2 separate regions of the Macaca mulatta genome follow, and region 1 is linked to region 2. Evidence: chromatin contacts called from public Hi-C data. All regions are on one chromosome and are shown on one strand. Each heading gives the region's core, a stretch centred on a gene start, on an enhancer-like site or on the middle of the called end of the contact. The rest is flanking DNA. Distances are from core to core; before and after follow the strand shown. Region 1 holds the start of HNRNPD (heterogeneous nuclear ribonucleoprotein D). Region 2 holds the start of HNRNPDL (heterogeneous nuclear ribonucleoprotein D like).

Region 1 (4,223 bases), core at 954-3,453, 60 kb after region 2:
CAAGAGGAATATAGCGTAGATGCAGGAGCACATCCTGGATGTAGAGATCTTGGCCATAATACGAAGAGCTATCGGTGATACAGACATCATACATCCTCATTAAAGCATATAGTAAAGTTGTTAGCTTTAAAATCATTCCTAGGTTGTCTGGAATTTTTGACATAAATTCTAAGAATTCCAGAAGCTCCTAAGCTACATGGGAAATGAAGATGAACCGTTTTGGAAAAGTCACTATTACCAAAAGGTGGGTATGTCTAATGATATCTTAAGATCAAAATAAATGATAATTACCCTCGCCTGAAGCCAGAAAGATTAAACAGACTTCCCTTCAGTCAATCATCTTAGTTGTTTCTAACCAGGAATATACGTTTCAGCACCATACCCACTTTATCCTTTGCTAATATTCTGGCAGGTGGAGACAAATGTGGAGTCACTACCACTTTAAGATAAACATTCTTGGTATTATCTTTACATGACTATTACAGGAGTTTGGTAAGATTATATTTTTAGGACGTTTTCAGAATTTGACCTGTATTCTTAAGTTTTAATTATTCTTTAATGTAAATTCTACTAATTTGATTAAGAAAACTTATTTATAATCTTCCTTTGAGATTTTTGGATAGTGCCCAATTAATACAAATTCGTTTAACTACAGTGGAAAAACAAATATTTAATTTTTTTTTTTTTTGAGACGGAGTCTCGCTCTGTTGCCCAGGCTGGAGTGCAATGGTGCGATCTCCACTCATGGCAAGCTCCGTCTCCCGGCTTCCAGTCATTCTCCTGCCTCAGCCTCCTGAGTACCTGGGATTAAAGGCACCCGCCACCACGCCCGGCTAATTTTTGTAATTTTAGTAGAGACGTGGGTTTCACCATGTTGGTCAGGCTTGTCTCGAACTCCTGACCTCATGATCCGCCTGCCTCGGCCTCCCAAAGTGCTGCGATTATGGGCGTGAACCATCGCGCCCGGCCCAAATACTTAAACTCTTAAGGTTTTTGCTGGATTCTGCAAACTCGTCTTTGTCTCCCCCGTGCCCGAACACTTACTAAAGAGGCAAATAATTATTTGTTGACTACCGAAGTACCTAAAAGCTTCATTTTCTTCTAAGGATACCGCTGGAAGCAGCAAATCCCAAAGCCCGAATAATCCAGTCTCCAGCCGAGGCATCGGGAATTTTTATAAAAATTACTTTTTATACACCTTAGTGAAATGCCTAACGGTGTTACAAGAAAACAAAACAAAACAACCACACACAACAAAAAAACCCAAACCCGAACACAAACTCATAAAGCTCGTAAAGATGACTCACGACATTTATATATCCTATGTAGGACTAAAGAACATTAAGCGAACCCTTGATTTAACACACTTTCCAATTGACGTAAAGGAATCACGGTACCTTTTAGGATCTCTAAACAACAAAAGCAAAGCAAAAACGATGTTTTCCTTAAGATATGCAAGTTACCTGCTTCTTCGACCAAAAAAAAAAAAAAAAAATTTCAGGAGAAAAGCAGGCAAACAAAAATCTTACTTGGAAAGTCAAATCTTAAAAAGAAGCCCTATCGGCCCAGCGGCGATAGACGAAAACCTCAATGTCACCCGGTCCCGGGCGGCGACGGCAGGAAGGAGTTGCGGCAATCAGTGCGCGCGCGGTCCGCTGCGGCGCCTGGCGCTCCGCAGGCGTCCGGGTGGACAGAGTCAGGGGCACAGGGCTGACATCTCAGGGCTAATTCCCTCCTCGAGTGCGTACATCCAGGCTTAAGCCGCCGCAGGGTGTGAGCCTCCCCTCCCCCACCTGAACGCCGCAGCTGCACGGGGAACTGCCGCCTTCGCGGAGGTGCAGCCACACCACGGCCTGATGCTGCTGCTCCAGCCAGCTACTGGAGTGTTGGGGAGGGGTGAGTGGACTCCAGGAATCCTCGGAAGGGCGGGGGCGGAGGCAGGGGGCCCCTCTAGCCGCTACTTCGAAACAGCACTCCTTGTTCTCGATGGTCCCCGCGCGACCGTCTTAGCTCACGACACTTCCGGTTCCTTTTAAAGGCCCCCACAGGCTGTGCGACGCCGAGCGTGAGAGGAAGGTATAAAGGGGAGCGAGAGGGCGGGACCAAAGAGGAAAGGGAAAAAAAAAACCTAGGGGGAGAGGGGTGGGGGGGACGCGCGAAGGGCGCGCTCTCGCATCACGTGACCGGGACGCGCCGTTCTTCCGTCGGCCATTTTAGGTGGTCCGCGGCGGCGCCATTAAAGCGAGGAGGAGGCAAGAGCGGCCGCCGCTGGTGCTTATTCTTTTTTAGTGCAGCGGGAGAGAGCGGGAGTGTGCGCCGCGCGAGAGTGGGAGGCGAAGGGGGCAGGCCAGGGAGAGGCGCAGGAGCCTTTGCAGCCACGCGCGCGCCTTCCCTGTCTTGTGTGCTTCGCGAGGTAGAGCGGGCGCGCGGCAGCGGCGGGGATTACTTTGCTGCTAGTTTCGGTTCGCGGCAGCGGCGGGTGTAGTCTCGGCGGCAGCGGCGGAGACACTAGCACTATGTCGGAGGAGCAGTTCGGCGGGGACGGGGCGGCGGCAGCGGCAACGGCAGCGGTAGGCGGCTCGGCGGGCGAGCAGGAGGGAGCCATGGTGGCGGCGACACAGGGGGCAGCGGCGGCGGCGGGAAGCGGAGCCGGGACCGGGGGCGGAACCGCGTCTGGAGGCACCGAAGGGGGCAGCGCCGAGTCGGAGGGGGCGAAGATTGACGCCAGTAAGAACGAGGAGGATGAAGGGTGAGTAAGGGGCAGCCCAGGATAGTCAGGCCCAACTAGTCCCCCTCCCCCTCATTCCCCCGCCATTAGGCCTGGTTCCCGCTCTCAGCCTGTTCTCCGGGCCCCCATGTAGCCTTCTTGTTCTGGTGTCCCCTTTTCTATGTTGGGTTCCCCGGACCTTCATTTCCTCCTTCCTTTGCCTGCTTATCGCCCCCCTCCCCCATCACACACGTTTCCACCTTTAGCCGTCACCATGCTGCTCCTCGGCCCGCCCTCCTTTCCTCCCTCGCCCTGGGTCTCCTCCCACCGACTTAGCCGCCAGGATTTTTTCCCGCCTGTCGAGGGGTACCTTTTTTTCTTTCCATGCTGTCCCCTCTTTTTCCCAAATTCTAAAGTCTTGGGCATAAAAACACAGACAGACACAAAAAGCTTCCCTGTTTGTATTGCTAAGGTTTATTTGGTGCTTCTCCACCATCCTGAAACGATGCGATTGTTTATAAGCGCATGTTTTGGGGAACGCGTAGGCTGTCCACTTCTGCCTCTCCCTTGTCGGTCTCAGGCCGAATGTTTTCTTGGGATTTTGAATAAGTTTGCCTAAGGACTTACTCATTTTCTTTACCATACGCTATCGCACAATGGCATGTTCATATAGGCCCTATATTTTGACGTGCAGACCAAATGAGCTCCGGTGAAATGCTGCGACTTTCTTGTTGGTACGTTGGTTTTGCTCCGCGGGCTCAGGTTAAGTTCCTAGTCGGTGGGGCCTGCACTTGACTGGAGCTGTTCCTATCTCCGGCCTAGTGTCTACCCTTCCCCCACCCCCGAGTTATTCTAACCGCGCACCCTTTTCGCGCCCTCAGCTATTGGGCTCCCCAACTATTAGTACAGATTGTAACTTACTTTTTATGTGCAACCTAATTTTTTACAACCTCCAGTCCCGTTTTTTTCCCGGTGCCCAGGATCCTATTTTGGTGTCTTGATTTCTCTTTCCCGCCCACTAAGGGAGGCCTATAGTCCTCTTAAGAGAAACAAATCCTGTATTGTGCTATGGGATACTTTTTTTTTTTTTGGTGCAAATTTCTTAGTATTAACTTGCTTCCTCTGATTGAAATAACAGTTGTATATACTACCTAAATCTGCATTTAGTGTATTAAAATGCAGCATTTGGGATTGGGAACATAATACGGGAGTTAGCAGGAGGGACTAAATCGGGGTTCTTGGTTGAGTTTTCTTAGCTCCGATTACTGAGTGATGATCGTGGGTTCACGCTTCCATTCCTTTTTGTAATGGGGAGGGGTGTGTGTGTGTCTGAATTTTTTTTTAAACTGTAAAGAGAAAGATGTTGATGGATATAACAGTAAGATGTCGCTTTAACTCAGTGTTAGAAAACACGATTCCCTTTACTGAGAAAGAGCCCAGGATTTGGAGGGAGAGTGGGGAGGGGAGAAGCACTTTGGAATATAGGGTTAAACCCAGCCTAGGCAGATTCTTGTCA
Region 2 (3,918 bases), core at 1,298-3,797:
CAGAGGTTGCAGGGAGCTGAGCTCATGCCACTGCACTCCAGTCTGGGTGACAGAGCGAGACTCCGCCTCAAAACAAAAATGAAAACCGTGGAGAAAATGCTAAACTCGATTTCTTCTGAACCTATGCTAAGATGTCAAGGTACTGTGATTCTTCTAAAAGAATTTTAAGTGGTTGTTATGTTTGGTGTCCTAAAAGCATACATGGATTTTATATTATAACCTACATCAAGAAACTCATTCAGGCCAGGCGCCTTAGCTCATGCCTGTAATCCTGGCACTTTGGGAGGCCAAGAATTCCAGACTAGCCTGGGCAACATGGCAAAACCCCGTCTCTACAAAAAATACAAAATTAGCCAGGCATGGTGGCTCTCCCTTCCGTCCCAACTACTCCAGCGGCTGGGGCAGGAGGATGCCCTAAGCCCAGCGAGGTCGAGGCTGCAGTTAGCTGTGACTGCACCACTGCACTCCACTCCACTCCAGCCTGGGCAACAGAGTGAGACTGTCTCAAAGAAAAAAAAAAAAAGCCTCATTCACAGGTAATTTTTTTAAAATGTAAACTAAAATAGAATTTAAAACCCAAGCTGCTCGGTTTCTTGGAAAATGGATTTTTCCTACTTTGTAATATACTTTGTATATCTCGACTATGATTGTGTATGCAAGCACCTCTAAGAAGAAGTACTTGTATCTACAATGAATTCTTTTTTTTTCTTTTTTTCTTTTTTTTGACACGTAGTCTTGCTCTGTTGCCCAGACTGGAGTGCAGTGGCTCTAACTCAGCTCACTGCAAGCTCCGCCTCCCGGGTTCACCCATTCTCCTGCCTCAGCCTCCCGAGTAGCTGGGACTACAGGCGTCCACCACCACGCCCGGCTAATTTTTTGTATTTTTAGTAGAGACTGAGTTTCACCGTGTTAGCCAGGATGGTCTCGATCTCCTGACCTCGTGATCCGCTCGCCTCAGTCTTCCAAAGTGCTGGGATTACCGGTGTGAGCCACCGCACCCGGCCTGCAATGAATTCTTAAACCTCAGGGAGCCAAATAAAAAGACAAGGCCTGAGGAATTCTTTCAAAAATTAAAGTAACATTTCATATTTACTTATTCTAACAGACAAAGAATAAAGAAGGAATCCGCTAAGTTGTAAGCTGAGGTGCAGACAAGTGCTGGTTCACAATGACATCCTAGAAGGAACGCTCTGGATAAGAGCTTCAAGCTTCTACGGTTTTCTGAGGAAAGTGAACGGAATCTAAACGTGTCCTATCGCTCAAAAAAAATCAGCGCTGTGGACCACAGAGCCTAACAGAGTAAAGTAATACAGCGTGCAGTTTGGCCACTAACAGCAAGAGTGGGAAGGGGCAAAGAGGAACCTTGATTGCCCGACACCAGGGCCACCTGAAGACTCCTCTTGACACTTCAGTCTTTCCATTTTGAGATTAGAAGCTTCAAGGACCATTAAATCGCTGCCGCTGCCACACCAGGCCCGACGGAGCAGAAAGGCTGCGCTCACCGGCGGAAGCGACCGGGTGCACACCTGCCGGGTAGGGAGGCCCACACGGTCACACCCCGCCCCGGCTTACCTGCCCTTCGGCGATTTTTAGCTTCAACTTCCATCCCTTCCCACCCATCTGGATCCAACCAAGCCCAAGGGCGGGGGAGGGAGAAGCTAGTGCCGCGAGGAAAAGCATCCCCGCCACCCGCCGCAGGCTTTCTCTCCTCCCTCCCCATTCCACAGAAGAGGCAAAGCCACAGCGCCTCTCCTAACCCTCGTCTCTAATGCAAGGCCTGCAATACTTAGAAAAAAATAATAACTGTTTTTAAGGAGAAGTAACATCCCCGCTCCCTTCCGCCCCTCACCTTCACGAAAGCAATCGGGGTTGTGGTACCTTCGATATCTAACAGGATCACGGTGACTTCGGCGGGGACCGAAAGCACGACCATTTCCCTTCCGGATGCTACGGGACTCGGCCTGCAGTCGGGGAGGGTGGAGGGCGGCGCCGGCTGCGGCTGCTGCCCCCGGTACCGTCCTGGGCTTCCGACGGCCCCGCGCGATCTTGGAGTCAGCGACCAAGTGCAGCCCGCCGCGCGTAGGGAAGAGAACACCTCTGCACACCTGGCACTGGAAAAGGCGGCCGCCCAGGAGCCCCTGAACTCGTGAGCAGGACGGGGCAGGAGCCCGAGACCACGTGGGCAGGAAAAGGGGCGGGCCGTGCTGGGTTCGGCGGGGCGGGGTGCGAAAGCCCAGCGCCAATTGGTCGCCGTCGGGCCTCGAACGCGATCCGTCAAAATGGGCCTCGCGTGGGCGGGAACAAAGAAGCGAACGCGGGAGCAGGATGCGCGAGAGCGCGCCCTCCGCAGACAGGTTGAGCGAGCGGGAGAGGCCCGGGGCACGTGCAGAAGGGAGCCCCGCGAGTGGCGCGCCGGGGATGTGAGTGCCCCTTGCCCTCTACTGCATCCAGCCCCCTCCCCGCCCACCGCCTCCGTCCTTGCATAGATACAGTCATCTGGCCAGCCTCCGCCCCTCCTCCCGGCCTCAGCCTGCCAGAGAGGCCGCGCGGGGCTCGGGCTTCGGCCGATCAGCCAGGAGGCCTCGCTGCGCCCCCTCGGCCCGCGCGCCCGTGGCCACAGCGGAAGAGACGCCCGCGCTGCGCTGTCCGGAGGGGCCGTCGCGCGCCCGCTTCCTGTTCGGCTGGTTCCTGCCAGCTCGAGGACAAAACACGCGTGCGCGCGGCGGGCGAGCGCGCTCGCCGCCTCAGTCGCCAGCGCCGGGCGCAGTCCGCCTTTTTCCGGAGTAGCCCGGCCGCGGTGCTAGTCGGTAGCAGCGGCCGCCGCAGCGGCTCCGCACTGGCGAACCGAGGGCAGAAAAAGGCGGGGTTCACGGCTCTTTGGTAGGAGTGGGCTGGACCGGACGCCAGAGACAAAGGCTCCCAAGGCAAGAGGGACTGTGGCCTTGCGTCGGCTCTGTTCGGGACTGCTGACCCCAGGACTTTACGCCCCTTCGTTTTTCTCTTCTGATTCTTCTCTTCTCCCAAGCCCGCGTCCCCTCACGCGTGGCCTCTCTCCTTGCCGGGAGGGCCGCGATGGAGGTCCCGCCCCGGCTTTCCCATGTGCCGCCGCCATTGTTCCCCTCCGCTCCCGCTACTTTAGCCTCCCGCAGCCTCTCCCATTGGCGGCCGCGGGCGCCGCGGCAGCTAGCCCCGCTCCTCCCTTCACTCGCTCCCAGCTCCGCCCGGCAGGGGGCGCGCCGGGCCCAGCGCCACGTCACCGCCCAGCAGCCCTCCCGATTGGCGGGCGGGGCGACTATAAAGGGAGGGCGCAGGCGGCGCCCGGATCTCTTCCGCCGCCATTTTAAATCCAGCTCCATACAACGCTCCGCCGCCGCTGCTGCCGCGACCCGGACTGCGCGCCAGCACCCCCCTGCCAACAGCTCCGCCACTATGGAGGATATGAACGAGTACAGCAACATAGAAGAATTCGCAGAGGGATCCAAGATAAACGCGAGCAAGAATCAGCAGGATGACGGGTACCGCACGCTTCTTCCCCCGCTCCCCCTCCCCCAGCGCGCCGCACGCGCCCTTCGTCCCTCGTGAGCCGCGCGCTGCCCCCATTCTTTCTCAGAGTCGATTCCCCGCGTGCCCTCTGGGCCCCACTAGCTTGGAGGGAAGAGGAAAGTAAGAGATCGAGGGGGTGACTGGAGAGACCCGGGAAGAGTGGGGGAAGGGCGGAGGGGTTGGAGGAGGAGGGCGGCGGCGTCTCTGTCCCGAGCGCGCAGGCGCCGCGTGGGACCCGGGGGGGAGGGGCCGGCCTCCCAGCGCCGCTCGCTGCAGCTGCCGACGCCTCTTCATTGTGTGTCTGTTACCACTCGGCGCGGTTTTCCTGGGAAGAGTTTTAGAGGACTCTGAGTTCGGGCACAAGCAGGCGACTGG

Evidence for each region. Hi-C and Micro-C count contacts between places; a contact is called where the count stands out from the background.
Region 1: a Hi-C map of CD4 T cells shows a contact between it and region 2, with 5 times the contacts expected there. The contact joins the promoter of HNRNPD here to the promoter of HNRNPDL in region 2. A contact is called at or near these places in 6 of 14 Hi-C or Micro-C datasets (CD4 T cells, blood, fetal cortex germinal zone and 2 more).

What each region holds. Positions count from the first base shown.
Region 1 is chr5:51,439,964-51,444,186 of T2T-MMU8v2.0, forward strand. It overlaps HNRNPD (heterogeneous nuclear ribonucleoprotein D), which reads left to right and starts at 2,204. Exons shown (of 9, transcript NM_001260807.2): 1 at 2,204-2,749. The coding sequence starts at 2,517. It overlaps LOC114678302 (a long non-coding RNA gene), which reads right to left and starts at 1,885. Exons shown (of 2, transcript XR_003729639.2): 1 at 1,398-1,885; 2 at 1-68.
Region 2 is chr5:51,379,154-51,383,071 of T2T-MMU8v2.0, forward strand. It overlaps HNRNPDL (heterogeneous nuclear ribonucleoprotein D like), which reads left to right and starts at 2,548. Exons shown (of 8, transcript NM_001260709.1): 1 at 2,548-3,515. The coding sequence starts at 3,073. ENOPH1 (enolase-phosphatase 1) reads right to left here and starts at 2,154. Exons shown (of 6, transcript XM_078003452.1): 1 at 1,850-2,154. The coding sequence starts at 1,933.